Regions from separate parts of the Mus musculus genome. Here region 1 is linked to region 2. Evidence: chromatin contacts called from public HiChIP or PLAC-seq data. All regions are on one chromosome and are shown on one strand. The core of a region is the stretch at or near the end of the contact, and the rest is flanking DNA. Distances in the headings are between cores, read along the strand shown.

Evidence for each region. HiChIP or PLAC-seq counts read pairs in DNA pulled down with a chosen protein or histone mark.
Region 1: a contact with region 2 is called in an H3K27ac HiChIP or PLAC-seq map of regulatory T cells, with 4 times the contacts expected there. The contact joins two enhancer-like sites. A contact is called at or near these places in 4 of 484 Hi-C or Micro-C datasets (CD4 T cells, CD8 T cells, cortical neurons and 1 more), 7 of 115 datasets of contacts at active chromatin or transcription factors (T-cell acute lymphoblastic leukemia, craniofacial prominence, embryonic hindbrain and 3 more) and 4 of 9 other capture datasets (adipose tissue, embryonic stem cells, liver and 1 more).

Annotation. Positions count from the first base shown.
Region 1 is chr15:79,911,826-79,918,416 of GRCm38.p6, reverse strand. It overlaps Cbx7 (chromobox 7), which reads left to right. Exons shown (of 7, transcript NM_144811.3): 6 at 1-140; 7 at 367-2,610. The coding sequence ends at 98. It also overlaps a transcript of Apobec3 not described here. Among named protein-coding and RNA genes, the nearest start is that of Cbx7, 18 kb to the left of the region's middle. Within about 2 kb of position 4,351, at least 33 of the 459 cell types and tissues checked have an H3K27ac peak or open chromatin away from gene starts, as enhancers often do. A contact at or near this core is called in CD8 T cells and regulatory T cells, where this site is marked.
Region 2 is chr15:79,726,807-79,733,391 of GRCm38.p6, reverse strand. It overlaps Sun2 (Sad1 and UNC84 domain containing 2), which reads left to right. Exons shown (of 18, transcript NM_001205345.1): 9 at 3,048-3,302; 10 at 3,834-3,911; 11 at 4,316-4,359; 12 at 4,811-4,976; 13 at 5,308-5,529; 14 at 5,792-5,876; 15 at 6,226-6,341; 16 at 6,434-6,585. Among named protein-coding and RNA genes, the nearest start is that of Sun2, 12 kb to the left of the region's middle. Within about 2 kb of position 4,136, at least 39 of the 459 cell types and tissues checked have an H3K27ac peak or open chromatin away from gene starts, as enhancers often do. A contact at or near this core is called in CD8 T cells and regulatory T cells, where this site is marked.

The DNA.
Region 1 (6,591 bases), core at 3,102-5,601, 180 kb before region 2:
TTACCGTGACTGACATCACCGCCAACTCCGTCACCGTCACCTTCCGCGAGGCTCAAGCCGCCGAGGGCTTCTTCCGAGACCGCAACGAGAAGCTGTGAATAGCGGCTTCCCCTCTTAAAACTGTGCTTCTTGGGGCTTGGGTGAGGATTTCCAGAGACAGGAGGGGCTGGGAGCAGGGTAAATATTTTTATTTTTTAAAAAAGTAGAAGCACGGGGAAGACCCCAGCACCCGCCCTTGCTCCCCGACGGTTGTTTACAAAGAGGCCTCAGAAACAGGGGGGGAAGGCCAGTGTTGTCTGGGTCTCATCTCCTGGGCAGATGGGGACAGGCTACCCTGCCCAGTACGCCTCTGTCATTATCTTTCAGAGGCTGATCCGTGGAGCCGGAGGAGCCCAGGAGGTCCAGACCTTGCCTCAGGCAGTCACCCCAGCTTTCTGGTGGTGTCCCTTCCCTGTCCCTTGCCGTGGGTCTTTACTATGAACTTTCCACTCCAGCCTTGTGGTGGGACACAGAGGCCGGCCTTGGCCACCGGGGACAGGATCAGGACAACCGGCACGGGCTGGACCAGGGAAGAGGCTGCCCACCAAGCCTCCTCCGAGTGTGCTGTCTCCCTGCCATTGGCCTGTGTAGAGATGCCCATGAACACATCCGGACACCCCAACATGCACACCTTTAGAAAACTGACCAGTTGAACATGACACCATTCACAGCACAAACAGAACTTGCCGCGGCACCCTTGCTCCGCCTTGCACGTAGGTCATGTGACAGGATCTGTCGGCTGTCATCTCCGAGCCGCCAATTGGACCAGGCTTTGGTGTGCAAGGTGCAGATGCTTCCACACAGGCTCACAGCCACCTGGCCCACCCTTCCTCCCACAGGAGTTCACATTCTTTCTGACTCAGGTGACTTTCCAGCCCCGCCCCCCAATTTCTCTGCCCTCTCCTGCCAATCAGCCGATCTGGGCACCCATGGGTGCCAGTGGTATGTGGGCAGTCAGGGAGGGAGTGTCCCACCACTTTCTCAGGGCAGTCCTTGTCTTCTTTGTCCCCCTCCCCACCCAACCTGAATGGCATGGCTAAGGATGGATGACCCCTCCCACCTTGTGGGGGTTGAACATGAATCAGGTTGCACACAAGTGTGTGGTCCTGATTTGGCAAGGGGGGGGGTGCGGTTTGCTGGTTTGCACAGGTGCCCTATAGGCTGACAGCTTCCTACCTGAGGACGGCTCCCTCCCTTGTCGAGAGCACATTGCTCACACACCCGCTGCTACCATACGAACCTATATGGCTGGGTCCTAGCAGCTACCAATTCTGCTGTGTCTTTAGGAGGCCAGCAGAGTCAGTATGAACAAGGGCAGGATGACTTCTAAACACTACCCTGCCCCGTGTCTGTCTGCGACTCTATCCTCTTCCTTCTCTAGTCCCTGGTCTCCCCCTCCTTTAGTCTTAATGGTCCAGGGTTAACTCAGTGCTTCCGTTGGTGGCCGTCATCTGTGGGTGACCTGAATCTAGAGGATGTCTGGGTGGGCCAGAGAGAGGAGAGACAGGAACCTCAGCCAGTAGGCTACAGGAACCTGGAGGTGGGGAGACCTTGGTGTTCTTGAAGCCCCAGCTCCCAGAGAGGTGAGGGTGGCTGGAGCTTTTCTTTGCTGCTGGGTTTGATGGCCCACCATATTGGGGGACAGAATCCCTTCGGTGTCATGCTTCCCATCCCTAGGGGCATGGGACTAAATGCCTGTACAATTTGAATTTTGATCATGAGACCCCAGGGGGGGCTTTCCAAGCAGCTGCCTTCTGTCTTTTGCAGTAGGCGGTGACCTTTTATCTCACGGGGCCCTTTATGAAACCCACCAGTCCCTGGAGATTGTGGACTAGGCTGGATATCCCTCAGGGTAGCCATGTAGCTCTGAACTGCTGGAAACTGGCCGCCTAGGGAGAATGGCAGAAGGCTTCGAGTGGCTATACACAGGCTTCTCCTAGCCTGAAGCTACCCAAGTGGACAGTAACACGCCCCCTCTCCACCCACATACACTAACCCCATACAGGGCCAGTACTCCATGAGCCAGCAGTGGCGACCACCTGCCTATCTCTTAACCCCTCCCCCTGCATATTTGAATGTAGAGGTTGGGTTGAACTTCCCCCTCCCTGGGTTGGGGTGAAGATGTGCCTCAACCTCTGGTGTGGACACTTGTGCAGTGCCACAGTTGAGCCCATTTGGCCCACGTGGTTCTCATCTGGTAAGATGGTGATCTTATTGCCAAGTTCCTTCCACCTCCTGCCTACCGAGGAAGTAGCTCGGTGTCAGCGAGGTGGTATCGATTTTGCTTTATAAATGGCGGGCCAGACCTGGCCACCAGGTCTTTGCGCAAGACCGCTTCCTTTGCACACAGAATGAGCTACGAGCTTTGTTCAGACGACCTGAATGTATTGGGAGGAATTGGGCATAGGCCTTCCCCCGGGGGGAGTGCGATGGGAAGAGTAAGCAGGTGTAGGCTGCAGTTTTATTTTTGTACTGATATTGGTAAAAGACTGTATAGCATCTATTTATTTAGATGATTTATCTGATAGATGAGGCAAAAATTATTAAAAAATACATTAAAATGTCTTTAGAGACTTCTGTGTGTCTGGTTGTTTGTTTTGATGGTGTGATAACTGTGTGATACCCCACCCTTACCCTCAAACCGTAGCCCAGGACTCCGTGCCTCCCAACTATAGTCCATGGTATGGGACTATAGACATCCAGTCTTCTGAACCCAATTAAAATCAGCTGAGGAGAGAAATGAGCCTAGCGTGTCAGGGCTGGGCCTGTGGCCGTGAACCTTGCGGTTCCTCTATATCTTCTAAGAGTAGCTGGTTCTAGAAGACTGGGTGTCAGCAGCTTGAGTGTTCAGTCTCAGGCTGGAGAACCAGGTCAGTCATGAGGCTGACGCGCACTTACATGGACTCTGCACACCTGACAAGCTCGACACAGGCAGTGCAGAAAGCATGCACTGCTTAGTTCTCTCGATGGCCTGCCCTGCGCGGCTGTACAGGCAGGACTTGACACCTGCAGAGGAACCTTGGGTATGTCCGTCCACAGCCAAGATGAGAGGTGATGTCAGGAGAGCCTCTGGAGGTATGGTGTCCACTGCTCTACTGAGCTCAACTCCACAGAGGGCCCACAATCTCCAAGACTCTGCAAAGAGGTGGCCCATGACAATAACAAAGGAGACAAGCTTCTTGGTAGGATGGCCATTGGTCCTCGGAGCTGGTGCTGGCCCCAAGGTTGCAGTGGACAGTATTCATCTCTCTCCTTCAGTCCCCACAGCTGGCATTTCCACAGGTCAGTGCATTCATCAGAGGGGTCCAGAGCCCTTTTATCTTACCAGGCCATGCCTCTGATACTGTCTGTCTTAGTCTCCACCGGGAATAGGAATGGCGAGGCTACTCAGCTCCAGCTTCTGGCAAGCTCCTCTCTCCTGGATTGGAGGCAGTAAACCTCGGGGTCAGTAGCAGCCTTGCAGCGATGAGATACTATGTTAGCGTTGTTTCTTCCATTGGCCCACTGGTTGTGGGAGGCAAGTACCCAGCTTCAGCGGCAGGGTTTTGAGGCGCCCCCTGCACTGCTCGCCTGGCAGCAAGGATGTCTCTGTTCTAAGGAGCAGAGTCTACATCTGCATGAAGGCCCTATCTAGCCTCCAGCCCTTGCCATTTCCTGACTGGCAGCATTCAGCATTCACTGGGCACCTGTTCTAGATCTTACAGAGATGCCATCTGCACACACACACACACACACACACACATACACACACACACAGGCTTTGTAGCACATTGTCCCCACAGACCAGCTGCCCTGGATAGTATTGCACGGGGTGGGGCGTTGAGTCTGCGGACCAGGCCCACACAGCTGCATCCCCCCTCACTAAGAGATCTTTGCTGACTGGAAGTTGCTGCAAGGGAAATGCTTATGGGGTAAGCCCAGTGTCTTGTTGCCCATAGATGGCAGCAAGGACCCAGGTAATATGTACCCAAGTCTGAGTAGGTGTTGGAACAAGCACATATGAATCACTGTAAAGTTGTGGTCCTCAACCTTCCTAATGCTGCAACCCTTTCAGTTCCTCATGTTGTATTGACCCCATCTAATCATAAAATTATTTTGTCATTACCTCATAACTGTAATCGTGCTTCTGTTATGAACTGGAATGTAAACACCTGATCTATGGCTTGCCTGGGGGTCGCGACCCACAGGTTGAGAACCATGGCTCTGAAGGGCCGGGTGTCCCAAGGTGACCAACCACCTTCTACACTATCAAGCAACCTCCCTGAGGCTCAGCACCATTTGGGTCCCACCCCCAGTTCTCACCTCTGACAGATGAGTGGCTTTGAGGCAGCTTTGGGAGGGGCTGTCTATGAAGAAGTCTCACTTAGCCTCCCCTGCCCGTCTCCCTGCCTTGCCCCAGCGGCTGTGCCATTGGGCAGATGCTTTGGTGAGGACTGAGGCTGGCATCACCCACTGTGATGGAGGCACAATGAACCCCCTCTCCCTCATATTTCCTGGGAGTCCTCTGTGGTCCTTTAGAGCACAACCTTAAAGGGCTGCAGGAGAGATGGCTCAGTGGTTATAAACACTGAGTGCTCTTCCAGAGGTCCTGAGTTCAAGTCCCAGCAACCACATGGTGGCTCACAACCATCTGTAATGGGATCCGATGCACTCTTCTGGTGTGTCTGAGGACATCAACAGTGTACTCACGACCTTACTGCTGGGGAGGCCAAAGCAGAAGAAGGATCAGAAATTTGAGGCCAACCTGGTCTATATCTTGAGACCCTGTTTTAAGAATAAATTATTAGAAACCTGGACTTGAGTCAAGCATGGTCCTACCTGTCTTTAAAAGTATTTTCCAGTCGGGCGTGGTGGCGCGCATGCCTTTAATCCCAGCACTCGGGAGGCAGAGGCAGGCGATTTCTGAGTTCGAGGCCAGCCTGGTCTACAGAGTGAGTTCCAGGACAGCCAGGGCTATACAGAGAAACCCTGTTTTGAAAAAAAACAAAGTATTTTCCAGCAATCTGGAAGTAGAGGCAAGCAGATGTATATACGTTTGAAGCTAACCTGATGTACATTAGAGAATAGCATCCAGTCAGGATCACAATAGGGGAAACCCTGTCTCAAAAGCCAAACAAAAAGCCAGGCACAATGGCCACCCTTGCTTACTATAACTGCAAACGTGGACGCAGAACACAGGAGCTCAAAGTCACCCTTGGCTCATGTCCTGGAACCCTGGGATGTGCTCTGTAGACTGGACTGGCCCCCCAGTCAGAGATCCACCTGCCTCTGCCTCCCGAGTGCTGGTATCAAAAGTGTGTGCCATCACCTCCTGGCCCAAGCTATGCAGGGACTTTGAGAATTACCTCGGTTATGTGAGACTTTTTAACAAAAAAAAAAAAAAAAAAAAAAAAAGATAAGACAACAATGAAAAAGAGGACGAAATTAAGAGGATCAGGGAATTGTTCACATTAAATCCACTCCAAGCTTCCACCACCTCAGAGACCCAAGCTGTCCTAAAGTGTTTTCCCGCACGTTACCATCAGCCCCCACGGGTTCTGAGTGGATGGGGTTGGGGAGGGGGGAGGCTGTCTTCACATACAGCTTCTATGGCCTCCACATCACTGTGGTGGGACTGGTACCAAATGTCCCGGCCTGCCTGTGACCTCTGTCCCACAGGTGCCTGCTGAGCTGGCCATGTTCCCATGTCCTTTAGGCACACTCCAGGTACTACATCTTTGGGAGGGAGTCTATTCCATGTGCAGTCTGAGCTGATAGCAGGGGCGGGAGAGGGGGAGTGTCAGCTTGTGGGGCCTGTATCCCTCTGGGAGACATTCTCCTCGTGCATGATGCAGTTGCTCCTTCTAGGAGCAGTCAGACTGGTGAAGACTGTGGTCCACTGTGCTGATTGGTTGTCAACTTGACACAAGCTACGATCATTTAGAAGGAGGGGTCTTCAACTGAGGACATGCACGCATGTCCCCATCAGAATGGCCCTGTGGGTATGCCTATGGACTAAGAAGCATTTTCTTCATTAATGACTGACATGAGAGGGCCCTACCCGCTGCGTGCGGTGCCTCCACTGGGTGGGTGTTTCTGGGGTGAATAAGAAAGCAGAGTGAGGGCTGGAGAGATGGCTCAGTGGTTAAAGAGCACCGACTGCTCTTCCAGAGAGGTCCTGAGTTCAATCCCTAGCAACCACATGGTGGCTCACAACCATCTGCAATGGGATCTGATGCCTTCTTTTGTGGTGTGTCTGAAGACAGCGACAGTGAACTCATACATAAAATAAATCTGAAAGAAAGAGAGAGAGAGAGAGAGAGAGAGAGAGAGAGAGAGAGAGAGAGAGAGAAAGAAAGGGAGAAAGAAAGAGAGAAAGAAAGAAAGAAAGAAAGAAAGAAAGAAAGAAAGAAAGAAAGAAAGAAAGAAAGAAAGACAGGAGGGAGGGAAGGAAGGAAGGAAGGAAGGAAGGAAGAAAGAAAAGAAAGAAAGAAAGAAAGAAAAGAAAGAAAGAAAGAAAGAAAGAAAGAAAGAAAGAAAGAAAGAAAGAAAGAAAGAAAGAAGACAGAGTGG
Region 2 (6,585 bases), core at 2,887-5,386:
TGTAATAGAAACACAGGTTACCTGACACTCTGTCCCCCGGCTGGGGTGCTGGCACAGCGCACAGCCTGCTTGCTGTGCGGTTATGAGACCTGAGTTCATATCACCAGTACGACTAGCACAGGCTTGTGACCCTGGTGCTGGGATGGTGGGGTGCAGTCAGGTGGATCTCCAGGGCTTGCTTGCTGTCTAGTCAGTCTAGCTGAAATGCTGAGCCCCAGGTTAAATGACTCAAAATATAAGGTGGGAGCTGGGTGTGGTGGCGCAACCTTTGATCCCAGCACTCCAGAGGCAGAGGCAGGCGGATTTCTGAGTTCAAGGCCAGCCTGGTCTACAAACTGAGTTCCAGGACATCCAGGGCTACACAGAGAAACCCTGTCTTGAAAAACAAAAAACAAAAAACAAAACAAAACAAAAATATATATGGTAGGGAGCCATAGAGGGAGACATCTAATGCCAACCTCTGGCTTCCCCTTGTGCAAACACAAGCAAGTATACCTGCACATACATGTGCACACATACATATATACATGTGCATACATACATACATACATGTGCACACACACATACATGTGCATGCACACACACCTACATACATGTGCACATACACACATTGCACACATACATGTGCACACATACATACATACATACATGTGCACACATACATGCATGTGCACACAGGTGTTGGAAGTTAAGATCTGGTTCTTCCTCTCAGTCCCATGCGCCTAGAAATAGGACTCAGACTCAAAATATTTACAAAGACCTTGGTCATATAGCTAGGTCTTCTCTTACTGGATCATAACTAAAATAACCCAATTACTTTTAACCTACATTCTGCCATGTGGCTGGTTACCTGTGCTTGGGTACCATGCATCTTATCTCCTCACATCTTCCCCCAGTCAATCTCCTGCACCTGGCCTATTCCAGAATTCTTTCTCCTTCCAGATGTCCCACATTCTATTTCCTGCCTAAGCCATAGGCCATAGCCTTTTTAATTGACAGGTGACGCATCCATACAATCCACAAGATACTATCTGTACACACATGCTTACACCACATACAAGAACATGGCACACACACAAACCTATTGGTCTTAGCAGGGCATGGTGGCTCACACCTGTAGTCCTGGCACTTGGGAGGATACGGCAGGAGAATCACATATTTGCAGCCTGGGCTACATAGTAAACTGCAGGAGAGTCTGGACTGAGTGAGATCCTTTTTCAATGAAACAACCCCCACCCTCCCAAACTCTTAGTTCTCTAGTGAAGTGAACTTCGCCTGTATCAGCTGAATTAAGCTTGCCACATATTAAATATGTTCTAGCACAGTATGATCTTATTTCTTAAAATTATGGCATATTCTGTCATCTGCAAATTCCTTTTAAAACTGACTCCTGAAGAGATGGGGGCAATTCAGTCCTGGGCCACCTTTCATGTGACAAGGGGAAGCAAGGCCAGCAGAGCACAGCCAGGATCTGCTTGTGGGCAGACTCAGTGAAGACGCTGCTTGGAGATGTGATGGTGGGGCGGGCTGGGCGGGCTGGGAATGGGAGCCTGTGCTTGCTGCCTTGGGAGTTGTGCAAGCATGTTTAAAAGAGAATGCCTACAACCCAAGACCTCTGCCCCAAAGTCCTTTGCCCTTTAAAGGACAGTTGGTAGATTGTGTTTTGTAATTTCCCTTGGCAAAGATTTTGTTGTTTGGCCAACAGTTGTCCTCATATTCATGACATACTATCAGGTGCACCGTTCGTTAGCTCTGAATGGCTGTTACTACAGCTTCTCTAGGGCATTCGTTTAAATGAGGAAAATGCAAACCTTTTAAACCGTTTCCTCTTTGGTATAATTATCTATGGAAGAGAAAAGCAGGTGAAAGCCAAAAGCTGCCTCCCCCACCTTATACAGCTCATGGGGGGGCTTCCTAGCTGGGCCCCTGTGACCATCCTACAGATTCACAACATTTTCCTGGCCAGTCCCTGTGCTCACACTCCCTCTCCCAGCTGTGTTTCCCTCCACGTGGGGATCTGATGGTGACAACATGTTGAGGGGGGCTGGAGGTGGGGGAGCCCTCCTGCAATGCATGCCCAGGATCTCCTGCCAGATGCTGCAGCTACCAGCCATGTCCCAGCTGGTTTTGCCCTGTTTGTGTTTCCCTAGAGAGACTTTCACTACCACTGGCTGTCCTGGAACTCCCTCTGTAGAACAGGCTGGCCTTGAACTCATAAAGACCCACTTGCTCTGCCTCCCGAGTGCTGGGATTAACAGCCTGTGTCACTATGCCCAGCTGCCCTATCCCAGCTGTTCCAGTGGCCATACTCGGGAAGCCTGTGGTGTGCTGCCCTGGGCCCATGCTCTGTCTTTCCTCTGGCCCACCAGGCTGAGCATCGCATACTCGGGAAGCCTGTGGTGTGCTGCCCTGGGCCCATGCTCTGTCTTTCCTCCGGCCCACCAGGCTGAGCAGCGCATACTCGGGAAGCCTGTGGTGTGCTGCCCTGGGCCCATGCTCTGTCTTTCCTCTGGCCCACCAGGCTGAGCAGCGCATACTCGGGAAGCCTGTGGTGTGCTGCCCTGGGCCCATGCTCTGTCTTTCCTCTGGCCCACCAGGCTGAGCAGCGCATACTCTGGAAGCCTGTGGTGTGCTGCCCTGGGCCCATGCTCTGTCTTTCCTCCGGCCCACCAGGCTGAGCAGCGCATACTCGGGAAGCCTGTGGTGTGCTGCCCTGGGCCCATGCTCTGTCTTTCCTCTGGCCCACCAGGCTGAGCAGCACATACTCGGGAAGCCTGTGGTGTGCTGCCCTGGGCCCATGCTCTGTCTTTCCTCTGGCCCACCAGGCTGAGCAGCGCATACTCGGGAAGCCTGTGGTGTGCTGCCCTGGGCCCATGCTCTGTCTTTCCGGCCCACCAGGCTGAGCAGCGCATACTCGGGAAGCCTGTGGTGTGCTGCCCTGGGCCCATGCTCTGTCTTTCCTCTGGCCCACCAGGCTGAGCAGCGCATACTCGGGAAGCCTGTGGTGTGCTGCCCTGGGCCCATGCTCTGTCTTTCCGGCCCACCAGGCTGAGCAGCGCGTTCTCTCCCGGGTTCACTCTCTGGAGCGGCGTCTGGAAGCCCTTGCTGCAGACTTTTCCTCCAACTGGCAGAAGGAGGCCATACGGCTGGAACGCCTGGAGCTGCGGCAGGGGGCTGCTGGCCATGGAGGAGGCAGTAGCCTGAGCCATGAAGATGCCCTGTCTCTCCTAGAAGGGTTGGTGAGCCGCCGCGAGGCTACCCTGAAGGAGGACTTGCGCAGGGACACAGTGGCTCATATCCAGGTGGGAGAACATTGTTGCCTGGAGGTGGGGTGGCACATTTCATAAAGGCAATGCCATAGAAAACCCTGACAGTCATGTGGGATGTAGGAGGCCCCATGGGGCCCGGGGGAGATGGTAGTGTGTCACTTAGGGCCATTTGCCAGGTGCCCTGTCAAGATGAAGATGATCCGTCTTCCATGGTGAGAGACGTGTCAGGCACAGGTGGTATTCCTTGTATTTCAGAGCCTTGTAGATAAGACCAGGAGCTGAAACTCCCGGAAAAAACCCTAGAAGGAACCCAGTTAGACCATGTCTAGTCACAAGTATTCCGAGGGCAGCTGTCAAACCCTCTTGGTGTGGTGGTGCACACCTTTAATCCCAACACTTCACTTAGGTAGAAGCAGGGAGATCTCTGAGTTCAAGGCCAGCCTTGTCTACAGAGGGAGTTCTGGGATAGTCATAACTATATAGAGAGATGCTGCCTCAAAAGAAAACAAGAAGAAGAAGAAGAAAAAAAAAACACCCAAAACAACCAGTCCTCATATCTGGTAGGAAGAATTGGCTACCCTGAGGGCAGAGCATCACCAAGACTCGGAAGATCTCTTCAAGAAGATCGTCCAGGCCTCTCAGGTCAGTGGGCTAGGCATGCAGCCCTGCACTGGGATCTCACCCAATTACATCTGTCCTTGGTTCTACCATGGATACTGCTGGGATGTTGAGTAGAGGGGGGTGGGATAGTCTCATGCCTTCTCTGGGGCCTGAACTTGCCTTGGACAGACGGTCCACAGTGACCCCGGGATGTGCATGGTGCAAGGGTGGTGTCTGTGCTGAGTGTGTTGTGCTCAGTGAACATAACCTAGGTGGGAATGAGTCTGATAAGGGCTGAGACTCACAGGACTTCCCCTGCTTTGATCTTTGCTGAAAGCGCTGGGGCACCCGTTCAAGGTCGTGGTTAAGCAAACACTCCCATGTAGAACTCTCAGACTTCTCTGAACTCATCTTGGCTTATTCTTGCCCTTTCTTGCTGCTCTTAGGAGTCCGAAGCCCGAGTCCAGCAGCTGAAGACAGAATGGAAAAGGTAATGGCAGCCACCTGGCCATGGCCTGCTCTGCCACCCCGTTAGGGTTCTGCCTGGTTGACTGAGACTTAGCTTAGGATCCTGCCTATGGCCTCTACGGTACAAGGCAGGTTGGTAAGGCCTTGGGGAGGCAGGGACAGGCACGGCAGTGAAACTGGAGCCTGTGGGCTGGTCTTTTCTGTATGCCTTCTGCTCTTATGACCTAGATGTGAAGGCATGGCAGGCTGTGGCATTGTGAACTGTGCTGTCCAAGCCTACAGAGAATCAGGTCAGAATTAGCTGTGAGACAGGCAAACCCAAGCTCCTGGGCTGTGTTCTACTGCCAGACTCCAAGGGCAGCCCTGGCACTTCACACACAGTGATGGGCTTCCAGCTTATGACAGGAGTCAGTCAGGGGTCCCTCATCCTTCCTCAGTGTGGCCTTACCTTGCTTCCCTCCATCTGGAACTAGCATGACCCAGGAGGCCTTCCAGGAGAGCTCTGTGAAGGAGCTGGGACGGCTGGAAGCCCAGCTGGCCAGCCTGCGGCAGGAGCTGGCTGCCCTGACTCTGAAGCAGAACTCGGTGGCAGATGAAGTGGGCCTGCTGCCACAGAAGATCCAGGCTGCCAGGGCTGATGTGAGCGGGAAGTACCCAGAGCCCTACTAATCACCTCCCCTCTGAGACCACCTGCCTGGGAGGGGGCATCTGTCAGCTGGAGCAGCGTCTTTGGCCTGTTGTTCTAGAGGCGCATGCATGGCTGATCTGATGCAGGCCTAGGCTCTTGGGGAAAATGCTTTCCAATCCCAGTCTCTGTTCCCTGGAGAGTTCCTAGCCTCTAACACCTCTCTCAGGGGCTCCAGCCTTCCCTTCCAGCTCTGCTTCCTCCTCCAGTGACAGCCCACCCACCCTGTCATAGCTGCCCCTGCCATTAGTGCAAGCTTCTGAGTGACACTGCCTTTGTCTGTAGGTGGAATCCCAGTTCCCTGACTGGATCAGGCAGTTCCTTCTTGGAGACAGGGGTGCGCGCAGCGGGCTCCTGCAGAGAGATGAGATGCACGCTCAGCTGCAGGAGCTGGAGAACAAGATCCTTACCAAGATGGCTGAGATGCAGGGCAAGTCAGCCAGGGAGGCCGCAGCGTCCCTGGGACAGATACTGCAGAAAGAAGGCATAGTTGGGGTGACAGAGGAGGTAAGGGATGACTGTTCCCCCAACACGCTGCCTCTCCCCTGGAAGTCTCACACTGCCAGCTCTTCATGTGTGTTAGGACATGATAGACCCTCCTGGCTGGAGGTTCAGGTGTAGATTCTGGGCTCAGTGTGTGTGGGTGGTGGAATGAACAAAGCCTGCTTGGGTACTACTGGTGCCAGTTCAGCAGGGCCAGTTCATGGATATGCACGCAGTACCTGGTATGCCCCAATCACATCCCATGTCTGCCTGGGGCATGTTTTAGCAGGTGCACCGGATCGTCAAGCAGGCCCTGCAGCGCTACAGTGAGGACAGGATTGGAATGGTGGATTACGCCCTGGAATCAGGAGGTGTGTGTGCCTTCACCAATTCACCGTATCCTGGTCCTTACACTGGCGAGGCCCCAGGTCTGCCAGGCAGCACAGTGCTAAGCACACAAGGCTTGACACCAGCACAAACTAGACTCCCATCCAAGGCAAGGGTGGCTGAGGGAAGCCATGAGCCAGAGTGGACCCCTGGCTGGGAATGGCTCTGTGAGACTAGGTTAGAGCTAAGGGGTGGGCCTGAGGAACTTGTTCCCATGCTCTCTAAGGCAGGCAGTAGCAGTCTCTTCCCTGGCCGCCTTTTTAGTCCTGGAACCACTACCTGAGTAGTGGGCCAACCCACTTTGAGATTTAAAATCGTTCTTTCCTGTGACAGGAGCCAGTGTTATCAGCACCCGCTGCTCTGAGACTTATGAGACCAAGACGGCACTCCTCAGCCTCTTTGGCATCCCCCTGTGGTACCACTCCCAGTCACCTCGGGTCATTCTGCAGGTGGGCACTCTAAACACAGTGGGGGATGCCCGTCTCAGTCAGCCACAGATGGATTAGAGGCCCTGTTCTGACATGCCTCCCACCCCCTCCAGCCAGATGTGCACCCAGGCAACTGCTGGGCCTTCCAGGGGCCCCAGGGCTTTGCAGTGGTCCGCCTCTCTGCTCGAATCCGACCTACAGCCGTTACCTTAGAGCACGTGCCCAAGGCCTTGTCACCCAACAGCACTATCTCCAGTGCTCCCAA